2 separate regions of the Triticum aestivum genome follow, and region 1 is linked to region 2. A link is a contact called in public Hi-C data. All regions are on one chromosome and are shown on one strand. Each heading gives the region's core, a stretch centred on a gene start, on an enhancer-like site or on the middle of the called end of the contact. The rest is flanking DNA. Distances are from core to core; before and after follow the strand shown. Region 1 holds the start of LOC123059754 (ammonium transporter 2 member 1). Region 2 overlaps LOC123059747 (UTP--glucose-1-phosphate uridylyltransferase 3, chloroplastic).

Region 1 (7,067 bases), core at 504-3,003, 95 kb after region 2:
GGTCTCAAGTCTCAACTGGTCGCACCTTATCACCAACCATCTCATGCTGGGGTTGACGGGAGAAATGGACATATTTGGGTCTATATTTTTTTGCTTTTGAGATTCTCCTCGACCGAGTGCGCGAGTAGTTGACGAAGCAGGGCACACAGACAGACAGAGACAATCCCAAGTCTTGAAACGAAACGACTCACTTATATTGTTTTCTTGGGAAGAAATCAAGACATGTCACATCTGGAGGAAGAAGAGAAGGAGAAGGAGATATAAATAAGGGATGAAAAATGCACCACGCAACACGCCACGTCCTATGGGCCGTTCGTGCCTGCCCGGGTTGACCCGGAGGCTCCCCCTCGTTCGCTGCTTCATGCGCATCACCAACCCGGCAACCCGTACACCATAATCGTACTACCACCCACTTGATTAGTTAACTGTTGCCAGTAACTAAACAGTACGCAAATGTACTACAAACAAATCGTGGGTATGGTGAGGACATGAAGGGCCGTCACGAAGAGGTAAGAGCAACTCCAACGCAAAGACCTAAACGGACACAGATTTTGTTTTCTTTTTGTTCATTTGGGTCATTTGTCCGTCTAGTGAACATAGGATGGACAAGGGCGGACTGTGGATGTATCCAACGCACAGCCCTCGAACAGACAGAATTGACCGTTATGGACAGAGTTGAATGCAGCAGCCAATGCCTGGGAGTCAGCAGCGAAGCTCGTCGACGGCACCCCCACCCTGGCGAACCCCAGGTTGGAGCGGAACTCGTCGAAATCAGCCTTCTTATCAGCGAAGCTCAAACCGAAAACCCTCTCTAAGGTGGAGCCTAGTTGCAGTTGTCATTCAAAGAATAAATGGGAATCCAAATCCACTTTTAGAGATATAGATGAAGTCTCGCCGGCTGTGGCTGCCTTTTCCCGGCGTCGAGGAGTTGCAGCGTGGCCTGTTTGCTCCGGCCTCGCTTGGGCTTGTTGTGCTCGTTGCCGAAGCATCTCGAGAATGACCTGAGGGGCTTGTGGAGGAAGTTGGTGAGGACGACGTGGAGGTGGAGGAGGCAGTCAGGCCGGCGCTGCTGCTGCTTGGATTCGGATTCGGGGAGGTCGAGGTGGTCGAGCATGGCGGTAGGCGAGCTCCTGCTTGATGCCCTGGAGGCGTCCATGGCGACGGCGTGGCGAGAGGATGCTGAGGACGACAGGGGCCGGTGGAACGCGAAGACCGGTGAGGGGCGGCGGATCCGCGCGGGACCGGATGGATCTGGACGGCCGGCGCCGAATCCGGGCAACGACGGACGGGGTTGGTGCGGCGGCGCAGGAGCTCGGGACGAGCGGGCGGCGGCGCGAGAGCTGGGATGAGCGGGGACGGCGCTATGCTCCGATCGGAGGCTGAATCGCTAGTGCGGGTTGTTGATGTGTGGGACCAGGCCGGACACGAGAGGACACGAGCAAGCGACGAGAGTGTCCACTTTTGTCCGCGAGGACCCATTTATGGCTCAAATTTGGGTTTAGTTTAGGTCCGAATGGACAACAAACGAACAACCGACGGACGCTTTTCTGTATGGATGACCCAAACGGAGAACATGGATCTCTTCGTTGGAGTTGCTCTAAAAAATATTTTAAAAAATCGCTGGTCTGTGAATGACGTGTGGGGTCGGGGGCCACGTGCAATTGACCAGCAATTGACACGTCGGACAGATATTCTTGATCTGATTGAACGTTTTCAACTGGATGATCGATCCTATTAAACGCGAGCGCGCGCGCTGCCTCGCTGGTTGCCAAGCAGCGGGCCACCAGACTCGCGTCTCCTATCCCCCGGCACCGGCACCGCACAAAGCGCGCGCGGTCGAGAGAGATGGCGTACGCGGCGGGCTCGCCGGCGGTGCCGGACTGGCTGAACAAGGGCGACAACGCGTGGCAGCTGACGGCGGCGACGATGGTGGGCATCCAGTCCATGCCGGGCCTGGTCGTCCTCTACGGCAGCATCGTGAAGAAGAAGTGGGCCGTCAACTCGGCCTTCATGGCGCTCTACGCCTACGCCTCCTCGCTGCTGGTGTGGGTGCTGGTGGGGTTCCGCATGGCGTTCGGCGAGCGGCTGCTGCCCTTCTGGGGCAAGGCCGGCGTGGCGCTGTCGCAGGACTACCTCGTCGGCCGCGCCAAGCTGTCGGCGACGGAGCGCGGGAGCACGCCGCTGGTGGAGCCCTTCTACCCGGAGGCGACGCTGGTGCTGTTCCAGTTCGAGTTCGCGGCCATCACGCTCATCCTGCTGGCGGGCTCCGTGCTGGGCCGCATGAACATCAAGGCCTGGATGGCCTTCACGCCGCTCTGGCTCATGCTCTCCTACACCGTCGGCGCCTTCAGCCTCTGGGGCGGCGGCTTCCTCTACCACTGGGGCGTCATCGACTACTCCGGCGGCTACGTCATCCACCTCTCCTCCGGCATCGCCGGCTTCACCGCCGCCTACTGGGTACGTGCGCAGCTTCCTTCCTTACCTCCCCTCCATGTCAGTTCGGTGGCCGGTGCTCCGGCGGCGTCTCGATCGGGTTCGGCTAACGTGTTAGGTGGTAGCAGCCAGTCGTTGCTAGCCAAGTAGTTTGACCCAGCACAGCGATGTGGACTCCTCGTTGGGATGCCATTGCCGTTGCCATGCCACCGCGGGAATACACATGACAGCACAGAGTAAAAGTACAGCTACAGTTCTACCGATGCCTGGACCGGAAATTTTCTGGGGTAGATACATGTTCTTCAAAGTAACGTTGGAAGATTTCTAAAAATAAGCCGTGTCGGAAGAAATTAGCGCGAGTCGTTGTAGACTTTCTTTGCTTTCTTTGGGCGGTCACATGATACGAGCACAAGTATTTCGGTGATAGCTGCAGGCACCCGGAAAAGGGGTCCAAGAAAACCGCTTTGCCTCATGGAACGTGTGAACCGGTTGGACCGCGTCGTTGGCTTCGGCTGGCCTCTGCCCGTGGGCGCTCGCGCGGCGTCGTTGATGGCAACTTGAACTAGTACTGGACGGAACGCCCAATTTTTTAATCTCTGGCGGGTCACGGTTACACCGGCTGCAAATATCCAGCGTCGCTGTCTCTCGCGTTATCCAACTTGTTGGTGTGGCACCCGCGTTGTGTACTTGTGTTCATCGACTATTGTACAAATTCACAATTGGTTCTTCTTCCTTCACGAAGAACTCACAATTAAGTCGCTCCTGAAAAACTACGGAGTATGGTGAACTAGCTAAGTTTGTTTCTGGATTTTTTTTAGTAAGATTCGGTCGAACAATCCCGTTATGTCAAACTGTGAGTCGATTTCATTTCGCACCATGTTGTGGCTGGCAGGTGGGACCGAGGCTGAAGAGCGACCGGGAGCGGTTCTCCCCGAACAACATCCTGCTCATGATCGCCGGCGGCGGGCTGCTGTGGATGGGGTGGGCCGGGTTCAACGGCGGCGCGCCCTACGCCGCCAACATCACGGCGTCCATCGCCGTGCTCAACACCAACGTCAGCGCGGCGACGAGCCTCCTCACCTGGACCTGCCTCGACGTCATCTTCTTCGGCAAGCCGTCCGTCATCGGCGCCGTCCAGGGCATGATGACCGGCCTCGTCTGCATCACCCCCGGCGCAGGTACCAAACATCTCATTGCACGCAGCACGTACGGATCACAGGAGTAGGCGGAGTTTTCGTCGCTCAATCAATGTGTTGTCGTGGAGTACTACTAGCACAAAAAAGTCAAATAGACAGCTCGTAGAGTACGCTAACAAGTCCACACCAACGTAACAACAGTAGTTCATTGTGTTTTGACATGAAATTTCTTCATTAATCTACGTACAGGGCTGGTGCAGACGTGGGCGGCCGTGGTGATGGGCATCTTCGCGGGCAGCGTGCCGTGGTTCACCATGATGATCCTGCACAAGAAGTCGGCGCTGCTGATGAAGGTGGACGACACGCTGGCCGTCTTCCACACGCACGCCGTGGCGGGGCTCCTCGGCGGGGTCCTCACGGGGCTCCTGGCCACGCCGGAGCTGATGATGATGGAGTCGTCGGTGCCGGGGCCCAAGGGCGCCTTCTACGGCGGCGGCATCAAGCAGGTGGGCAAGCAGCTGGCCGGCGCGGCGTTCGTGATCGTGTGGAACCTCGTGGTCACCACGCTCATCCTGCTCGGCATCGGGCTGTTCGTGCCGCTGCGGATGCCCGACGACCAGCTCATGATCGGCGACGACGCCGCGCACGGGGAGGAGGCCTACGCGCTGTGGGGCGACGGCGAGAAGTTCGACGCCACGCGGCACGACGTGTCCAGGGGCGCCGGCGGCGAGAGGGAGATGGGCACCGCGGAGCAGCGGCTCGCCGGCATGGGAGCCAGGGGCGTCACCATCCAGTTGTAGGAGGGTATCCAACGAGGAAGGCTCTGTACTGTTAATTCTTCTCGTAGGACTGTAGGAATAGTTATGCTTTTAACTGCAGAGTGTGAGAGCCTCCTGTGTAGATTGCTGATGTCATGTTGGCTGTTGCGACATAGTAATATTATTTTTCCGAGTAAAGTGTAGGAAATCACCGGTTTGAATGCTGGGTTTGCGGAAAACAATATGTCATGTTTTTGTTGCAGAAAACACCGCGTCTTCTGTAATGGTTTTGCAAAAAACATTGATTGATGGATCAGGCTCTGTTAAGTGGATTTATGACAGGTGGGATCTGTTTTTTGCCTACCTGGCACTGGCAGCCGTCCCGACAGCCGTTAGATGCGCTGCTCGGGCCATCTATATTTCCTTCCCGCTTGCGCCGCATCCGCATTCCCCCCTCCTTCTCCCTTCCCGCTTCTTCCCGCTCCCACCCCCCCTCGCACTACGCAGATGGGTACCCCGGCGAAACCAGGCGGTGCTGACGGCGGCGGGCCACCCGGCAGTGGCGCCAACGACGCGGATCCCGAGCCATATGAGCTTTGCGGGAGCTTGAACCCTAGCGAGGCGACGGAGAATGTGGAGCTGCAATATTCAGTGGAATACGTGATGGCCAGAGCCTTCGTCGCGACGGTGAAGGTCAATCCGACAAACCACCATATCGCGTCATCCTTCGGCGGCGTATAGTAAGATCCCCCTCCCCTTCTCCATTCCTTTATCTCATCCCTATTGATCCGTTACTAGGGTTAGGATAACAATTGCATATCGTTGGGCCTAGGGTTTGTTATCGCTATGATTTTTTTGTGAAATTAGGTGATTAAGTTGAAATTAGGTGATGTTTGTGTGTTATTTAGTTAAAATTAGGTGTTGTCTAACCCTATGGTTGGGTGTGCTATGTCAAATTAGTTGTTGTTAAAATGCTCTCTAATTAACCAACGCATTTTATTCTACCGTGTTTGTGTATGGTTTTTTAATGTGCCAAAGCTTTAATTAACCAAAGTGGGGGTTAGTGTACTATGTTGCTTTGTATTGCACTGTTTTCTAATTAACCCAAAGCTTTGTATTGCTCTGTTTTCTTGTTGTTCTGCTTTTTAGGAAGTGTTCTAATTAAACACTTATACTGCACTGCTATGTTAATTTTATTATTTGCGGTTTGGATGATGAGTTTTGTGAATTGAGGACGCATTTCCATGACAGAGACAATCTCAAGAGAACTATGATGTTGTCATACGATACATCATATTTTACAATCTAGTAGCACTGATAGAGACTGAAGGATATGTTTTGAGGGATTACATGTACTATGTAAAGGATCCAGGCCGAGGGATAGAAGGAACGGAAGAAATATGGGATGATGACAGGCTGGGGGGAAATTTCAACCACAATCATGCAGAAGCAGAAGATCTTGAATGTGACAGTTCTTAGGGCCAGTTTCCCAAAATCTACACATATAAACAACAATGCTAATGTTATTGAGTGGCAAATCCCTCTGCAGGAAGTTAGAGATCCCCAACTGTATCAGGTAGATCAAGAAGGAGTTTAGTTCAATGCACATCGTGTAGATGTAGCAGCAGAAAATTCAGATGCAGCAGCAAAACAGCAGCCAATGCCAATACAGTTTCAAACACAAAACAGCACAAACAATTCAGAGGAGCAGTTGCAAAAAGAAGAATTTATGGAGGAGAAAAGGAGAAAGGAAAATGCAATGTTCAGGAAGAATAAGAAAGGAAAATAGAAGGCCACTCTTTTGAAAAGGAATCTGCAGTTATGGACAATGAAGAGGACAGTGATGATGACAATTTGATATAATATGGTGATATCCTTGATAGGCTTGAGGAAATGAAGAGACGGAGGAATGATCCATTACTACATTATGAAGGGGATACATATGTTGAGGAGATGTGTGAGACAGAGGAGGAGGAGGAACTGTATGAGCAATCGGGTGAAGAAGAGGATGATGATGATCAAGAGGAGTAGAAATTGGAGGAAGAGGATCAAGAGGGTGGGCAAGATCTGTAGACGAAGAAAAAGGACAAGAGACACAAAAAAAAGCCAACAAGTAGATCACATGGAAGTATAGAGCACTTGTGTGAGAAGGACCGGTACCATCATCTGAAGAGGACAGGAAACCTCTGGACTTGTGTCTGGAAGATGATGATGGTGCCGGACAATGGCATATGTGTTTCTCGGTAGTAGGAAGAGCAAAGCAAAGAAGATTAAACCAAAGATATAGTATGATGAGGAGAGATCTCACCCAGATAAGCAATTTGTGAAGCATCTTTGCTTCCTTGACGTGTACCTGTATTTTGATGTGATTTTCAGTGCTGGGGCGTCTGAAACTTGATGTGCGCCTTTTTCTAAATATTTTTTTACTAAAAAAACAGTACACCTTAAAAACCAGGCAAGGCATCGGTTCCTGGTTTTTTCAGTCGGACAACCGGTCTGGTCCATTTTCAAAAACTATGGATGAGAGAATGGAAAATTGGTCATTTGCCCCGCCGCCCTATGTTTTCAATGCCCATATGTCCGACACCTGACACGGCGTCGCAAGAGACTTGGCACAGCAGGGCGCAACCCCTAGCCCGGATGTCTCACTAGCGACTTGGACGTGCAGCACCTAATATGTTTGTGCAAAAATATTTGACTGGAAAATTTGGTCATAGCTCTAGCCGGCGGACGTCTGGCT
Region 2 (7,372 bases), core at 3,500-5,999:
TTTGCTGGTATTTTGAAACTTCAATGCCTTCTTCATCTTTAAAGGAATATTATCTAGCGAACCGGTATATTTCGAGTATTATGTATTGACTTAAAACACGTCCAATCATATCATTAGCATGTGCTAAGCCATGTTAATCTTATTCAACTGGAATAATATTGCATTCAGAAGAACAGTCCGAGATGCATTTACATATGGTCATCTGATTTACTACTTCTGCAAGATAGACCAGTGAAGGGGAAAATTAGCCATATGGTTAAAAAAACGGAATTCTCGGACCATTTCCTGATCACAATGAAATGTTACTTATATGATTAGTTAATAGACAACAATGCAAGTTACTAGTAAAATTTCCAGAGCATCTATTCTCTGGAAATCAAAAGGACACGGTGATTTTCTACGGTATACATTTTCCTGTACGCTATTTCGTACGTGTTGTTCTGAGTTTCTCTGCTTCCAGGGGAAAATAGAATATTCTAGACCTCATGAGGTGTCTTGTTGAAACTTAAATACATGAAAATATTACAGAGGGGGTATTTGTTATCTAATTTACTACTCCCTCTGTAACTTAATATAAGATGTTTTTTGACACTGTTGTAGTGTCAAAAAAACGTCTTATATTAGGTTATGGAGGGAGTATCTACTATCAGATCTCATAATCTTTTGAATTATTCTTCAGTTTTCTGGTTAAAGATAATAGTGAGTGCATACGTTTGGTACCAGCTTTTATCATGTCTTGAAGTATTTTTTTTCTCTTATCAATTCAGGTCAAAGACAATAATGAGTACTTGCATTCCGGACTGCCATTCATCATATTTCTTCATCCTGCTTTAGGACCATTTTGGGATATCATAAAGCAAAAGGTATGTTACTTCTAAATTAAATGGGTAAAACATGATAGCCATGGCCTTTTCATCTCTTCACATGATATATATTTGAGCTTCCACTGGCGAAGCACAGTTGAAAATTCTAAAGGTTTCAGTGCTTACAGTCTAAACTCTGCTCTATATACATCATTTTTCTAGTTATGGGGTTTAGTTACTTTTCGCGTCCATGGTTACTTCAATTTCCAGTTTTCCACACATGCAGTTCATAGGTGGCTCCATCTCTAAAGGTTCAGAATTGCAAATAGAGGTGGCAGAATTTCTATGGCAAGATGTTGAGGTAACCATCAAAACAGATGATTAGCATGTATTTCCCCCATCATATGCCAAACTGAATTTATTGATTGAAATTATAGCTGGATGGGAGCCTTATTATTCTAGCTGATAATATTATGGGTTCAACAAAGAGGAACACTGATGGTGAACAAATACTACACTATGGAGCCAGGTATTGTCTATTCTAAGCACATGTTTTCTGAAGCACGCATCTACGTATCATATATGGATGAAACTCTGAATTCCATGTTTATTGAAAGGTGTGGGAGATGCAAGCTGCAAAATGTTAAAATTGTGAACGAAGGGATCAGCTGGGATTCTCCCATTAATGTTTATTGGAAGCATCATGTTGAAAGATCAGAATCTTTAAAGATTATTCTTCATGGAAATGCAGAATTTGAGGCGAAAGACATTCTCTTGAAGGTGCGATAATTAAGAAGTGTGTGAATTTCATTTCCCTCCTTTTCCTTCTCATAATCTGATTTCCTTGTTCTACCAGGGTAACCATATGTTTGAAGTGCCAGATGGTCATAGAATGTGCATCATTCAGGACGAAGCAGGTTTGTTGGTTCATGTACCCTACTTTCTGGTTCAGAAAAGATTGTGTGCAAGCACATCCTCTCGTTTTCCCCCTTAGGTTCATAACACAACAAAATAGTACCTAAATTTATTGCTTATATCATTATCTTCTATTCCCGTTGCATTCAAATACCTCCGTGTTGAACTGCAAAAACGTCTTATATTTAGTCACAGAGGTACTGTAGTAGCTTATATCATGCATCTGACATTTCTCAATGTATTATCTTTGTCCATCAGGTTTTGTTGTTAAGTTAGATCCTATAAGCAAAGAAATGATGGACAGCGGAACGTGGTACTGGGAGTATACGGTAGATGGTGCCCATGTGAAGTTGAATATGGTAGACCTGTAAGGAGATAGTACCAACTGTAGATTCTTGATTCATTGATTCCGGCTAGGTGAATTATGCGAAGAGCACGCTTGACGAATAGTTTGGGTAGATGAAATCCAGCTTGTAGTTGCTGTTGTATAAGGTAAAAGAAGGGCCGTATAGACTGTTGTACAGTGGACTGCATATCAAAGCCTGCTCTTCAGCCCATTGTTCTCACATTTTAGGAGTGATGATGTACATACGAATATACTCAGTATTTCTGAATGTCAAGGAGAATACTCGTTCTCCCCAAGTCAAAAGACTCTGTTTATTTCCACTTGCACTCTGTAATCTCCTCACTTTCAATGAGTGATGCGCATACAAAAGACGTTTCTCAATGTTGAGAAGAATATTCATTCTCCCCAAGTTCTCAAAGAACTCTGCTTATTCCTACAATGGAGAAGAAATCATCTTTTTTTCGTGTCAAAACTGACATCATTATTTTGCATAGCCAAAGAGCCCAAGCCCAATGTATGGTCGCCGTCTGCACCCGGGTATGTGAAGTAGGTTTTTACTGATATCGTGCAACCAATTGACAAAAAATTAACAGACATTATGAGGTGGATATATATTTGAAGCCATGAAAATGGACCAGATAGCTCAAGGATTTGACACAAAATAAGAGATGTTTGATTGCCTCATCTAGACCAACAGAAGAAGAGCCCTGCGCATTTCAATTAAGAGGCACAACAGTGCTCCAACCACTCGGCTAGATGCCCTTCCACAGGCACAAGTCTTATTACTATCTTGCCAGTTGCGACGTGCAAGGTTGTCCCTTGTAAAGATGACCCCTTGGTATAAAAACCAGAGAAAGTCACAATATTTAGAGTGATCTTGAGCTTCCATAATTTTATTCCTACTTATAGGAACATCACAGTGACAAGAGGTAAAGAGCCGAACATAACAGAGTTAAGGAAGAACTTCTAATTCTGGTGTAAGCTCCACCTAAATTGATCCGGTTCTTGTATGCAATCCAGCCGACCAACAAAGCGTGCCAAGCAGCTAGGCGTGGACCCATTAAAAGTCTACGGAGAGGGAGAAGAGAAGGACCTGTTAATCAAGGGATGAAAAGTGCACATGTGAAGTTTGCACTGTGAGTGTAGTGTATAGAGTAGATGTTGCCCATGTGGAATTGAATAAGCCAGACCTATAAAGAAATACTTGATTCATTGGTTCCGGCCGCCCATGTGAAATCGAATATTGCAGACCTGCAAGGAGATGGTACCAACCGTATATTATTGACTAATTGATTCTGGCTAGGTAAATTATAACGTGAGCACGCTTGGCTAATTGTTTTGGTTGGATGAAATCCAGATTACAGTTGCTGTTGTAAAAAGATAGAAGGGCTGCATATCAAGGCCTGCTATTCAGCCTATTCTCCTCAGATTTTGTGAATGATGTAGTACATACTAAGATATTTTTCAATGTTGAGGAGAGTACTCGATTCTCCCCCAAGTTCTCAAAGAACTCTGTTTATTTCTACTCGCACTCTGTAATCTCGATCTTACAGAAATACAGAACAAATTAATATCCTAGAAGACGCGCAGAAATGATGGAACGAAAAAACACCCATCTAAATCCACATACACACACCTGTTTTGACACGAAATGAACAAGAATCGCAATGCATATACGGGGGATCAAATCGGTCAAGAAACCCTGCGGGTAGGCGACCTCTCCTGCAGGCTGTCGACCCGGCAGTACCGCAGCTGCAGCGACACCTGCCGCTCCATCTGGATGTGCTTGTAGAAGTTGGCGATGAACTGCTCCGCGCGCCGGTCGATGTCGTCGTCCCCGGCCGGCGACGACCCCCCGCTCGACGACGACGTCGCGCCCGACGACGCGGACCGCGAGTACTCCGACGCCGCCACCGCGCTGCTCGTCCGCGACACGCCGCCCGACCCGAGGCTCACCGTCCTGGACGGCCCGGTGGTGGACGCGGGGGAGCCGTCGTCGTCGTCCTCCGCGTCGAGCAGGCCCGGCCGCCTGGACCCGAAGCTGAGGCGGAGCGGCGCCGTCGCGCCGGGCGCGCTCCGGCGGCCGGCGATGGAGTTGATGATCCACCGCGTGGCGCTGAAGGAGAGCAGGAACCGCACCTTCTTCACCGCCGTCCGGAGCGTCCCCAGGAGCGACGCCGGCCGCGACGCCTTCTCGGACTCCATCGGATCGGTCGAGGACGGCGACGGCGACTTCTCTTTTTCCTTGGTGGCGAGGTTTTGGAGTCGTCGCAAGTGGCTAGCAAACAACGGGAGACAGATGATGAGACGGGATTAAAAGTGAGAGGGCGAGAGGTTCCTGTGGGCTGTATATATAGCTGGCGGACGTGGAAATGTCGCCCACGTACGTTGCTCAGTGCGGCAAGCTACTCGGAATTAAGATATTTCGAGGAATGCACGCACATACAGATACAGAGCATTTTTTTTTTTGCGAAATACGTACAGAGCATACCGTCTCTACATGCATACACGTGGATCGGTAGATGCATGCACTCCGGCCTTAATTAACGCTTATACTCCCTACAAGGTCGTATGACCGAGCAACATGTACGATTTTTTATTTTGTTTTTATTTTTGCATGGAGAGCAACATGTACTCCTACTACATGGCAATCATTGCTGACATCAAGAAGGAACGGCGGCAGTATTTTACGTGCACTACTGGTATTCTGGGCCTCTGGCGACGGGGTCCTGGTCCAAACGCGCTCGTGGGGCCCGTGAGCCAGTTGGCGCCTTGCTGTCGTGTCGCCCCCCGGCCATGCCGCCATGTTACAACGCAAGGTGGAATGGACCTCGCACGACGGGCGACAGAGGAGGCGTGCGCTGGAGGACGGGATCGGGTCAGGTCAAACATTGCCGCTCCGCTTCCGCGCCACCGCGCCACCTTGCCCGGCCCGTTGTCTCGACAGAAGATGCTTCGGCGGCAAGGCTGCGGAGCCGTGGTGTGGCGACGACGCGGTGGCTCGTGCGAGCCCGGAGTGACGACGACGGCCACTAGTCCACGTCAGTACAAAGGACAAACGCGTTTGGTTGATCTGTCGCTTATCGCGCCTCGTGTAAACCGGCTCCGACCTGTTTGCGCAAATAAGACGCCGTTAGCTGCAGCCGTACTATTTTAGCGCAAGCATATACTTTTTTTTTTGAACATCAGGACAAACACAAGCGCTCATATACACGCACATACACTCATCCCTATAAACGCACACACGCATATCCTACCCCTATGAGCATCTTTGAAAGACTGAGCCGGCATATCATCTTGAACTTTACGAAATCACCGTAGGCATCTCGTCGTCGACGGGAACGTCTCCTCCCACTGAATACGCATCGCCGAAAATCCTAAAATAAATCCAGAATAAATGCAAGGGGGGAAAGTGCGTCAATTCAATTGTCCAACTATAAGCGTACCGCGAGACAGATTGAACGAGTTTTCCATATTTATTTTCAGTCAACATGCAGCGGAGCACAGCACCCAGTTCCATTGCTCGAATGAAATCTATACTCATAGGATATATAGAGATAAACACACTACTAGTCACACGACTTATGTGAGACATACATTTTAATCGCACAATGCTCAGATCGTTTTAAGGTGCTCAAATAACTAGAGTTTATATTTACGGATTTGCTCATTCTCATGTGACTAGAATTAGTTAAATCTCAGTATTTTTTTTAAAGAAAAGTATACTTTTCGTCCCTCAACTTTTGGTGAAGTCTAAATTCGGTCTCTCAACTCCGAAACCGGACAACTTGCACCCCCAACTAACGAAACCGGACAAGGTTTGTCCCTGGTCTCGATTTTGACCGGTTTTGGTGCTGACTGACCCCGGTTTTGACCGGTGCCGACTAAAATTCGCGTAATTTTTTCATATCCGTGAACTTTTTAAAATTCACATACTCTTTTCAAATCCACATAGTTTTTCAAGGTCATGCAATTTTTTCAAAAATAAACATACCTTTTTCAAATCTGTGAACTATTTTGAAATTTGTGTACTTTTCCAAATCCATGATTTTTTTAATTTGCGTAATTTTCTCAAATCAGTGTATTTTTTCAACTTCGTGTAATTTTATCGAATCCAAGTATTTTTTTTTCAAATCCATCTGTTTTTAAAATTCGCGTACTTGTTTCAAATCCGCATACTTTTTAAAGTTCGTGTATTTTTTTTCAACCTTTCCAATCCATGAACTTTGTTTGAAATTCACATACTTGTTTCAAGTTGACATAAATTTTCAAATCCACACATTTTTTTCTAATTCGCGAAGATATTCAAATCCGCATACGTTTTCAATTTCACATAAAATTTTCAAACCCAAAAAATATACGTGAATAGGAATAAGTATGTCAATTTTTAAAAATTACATGAGTTTAAAAAAAACCACAGGAACTTTAAAGAAGTACGTGGATTTAAAAAAAAGTACGTGAACTTGGAAAAAGTACGCAGATTTGGAAAAGTACACAAATTTTTAAAAAGTTCACGTATTTGAAAAAAATACCCGAATTTGAAAACATTAAACGGACTTGGAAAAGGTATGCGAATTTGAGTCGGCACGGTCAAAACCAGGTTGGGACAGCACCAAAACCGGTCAAAACCGTGACGAGGGATGAATCTTGGCCGGTTTCAGTAGTTAAGGGCGCAAATTGTCCGGTTTTGAAGTTGAGGGACCAAATCTAGACTTCGCCAAGAATTAAGGGATGAAAAGTATACTTTTCTCTTTTTTTTTTACAGTACCTCAATTAACTACAGCCTGTAGCTCGCGATTATAACGCCACAATTAGCGTTTTTGCATCATTCCGGTTTGCTGACCAGGGACAGATTTTCATGTAAGCTCTTTTTGTCTTGGGCCGTCTGGCCTTTGTCACACAACGATCCATTTCTAATTCTTTTTCGTCAGGATGTGCCAGTTTAGAGCAAAAAGTTGACGAGCGCTCCTTCGGGAGCCTCTCGACGATTACTTGGGGATGAACTGGTGCACTCTCGGCCGCTGCCACATGTCACACTTTGGGCGCTTCTTTCGGATTTTATTAATTTTTTCACATGCATTTTCAGCTTTTTATACCAGTTTTTACTTTTTTTTTGGTTTTCACCGATTTTTCTTAGCTTTTGGATGAAAAAAAATTGTGCGAAAAAGCATGTTTTTTTTGTTTCCGCAAGAGGCAAGATTTTGCTTTTGCGAGAGGCATGGGAGTGTCTCTCGGGAACGAAAAAAACAATGTGTTTTCTTTTATTTTTCCTTCCACGAGAGGCACGGTCATGCCTCTCGAAAACGGA

What was found. Hi-C and Micro-C count contacts between places; a contact is called where the count stands out from the background.
Region 1: a contact with region 2 is called in a Hi-C map of leaf, with 3 times the contacts expected there. The contact joins the promoter of LOC123059754 here to the enhancer-like site in region 2. A contact is called at or near these places in 3 of 5 Hi-C or Micro-C datasets (all in leaf).

What each region holds. Positions count from the first base shown.
Region 1 is chr1A:491,963,105-491,970,171 of IWGSC CS RefSeq v2.1, forward strand. LOC123059754 (ammonium transporter 2 member 1) reads left to right here and starts at 1,754. Exons shown (of 3, transcript XM_044482246.1): 1 at 1,754-2,457; 2 at 3,326-3,611; 3 at 3,819-4,643. The coding sequence starts at 1,846. The coding sequence ends at 4,369. LOC123190231 reads left to right here and starts at 4,835. Exons shown (of 2, transcript XM_044602866.1): 1 at 4,835-5,020. The coding sequence starts at 4,835.
Region 2 is chr1A:491,864,927-491,872,298 of IWGSC CS RefSeq v2.1, forward strand. It overlaps LOC123059747 (UTP--glucose-1-phosphate uridylyltransferase 3, chloroplastic), which reads left to right. Exons shown (of 17, transcript XM_044482235.1): 12 at 768-863; 13 at 1,090-1,164; 14 at 1,241-1,332; 15 at 1,421-1,583; 16 at 1,660-1,720; 17 at 1,977-2,382. The coding sequence ends at 2,089. Among protein-coding and RNA genes, the nearest start is that of LOC123059747, 8.5 kb to the left of the region's middle. Within about 2 kb of position 4,750, at least 7 of the 8 cell types and tissues checked have an H3K27ac peak or open chromatin away from gene starts, as enhancers often do. A contact at or near this core is called in leaf, where this site is marked.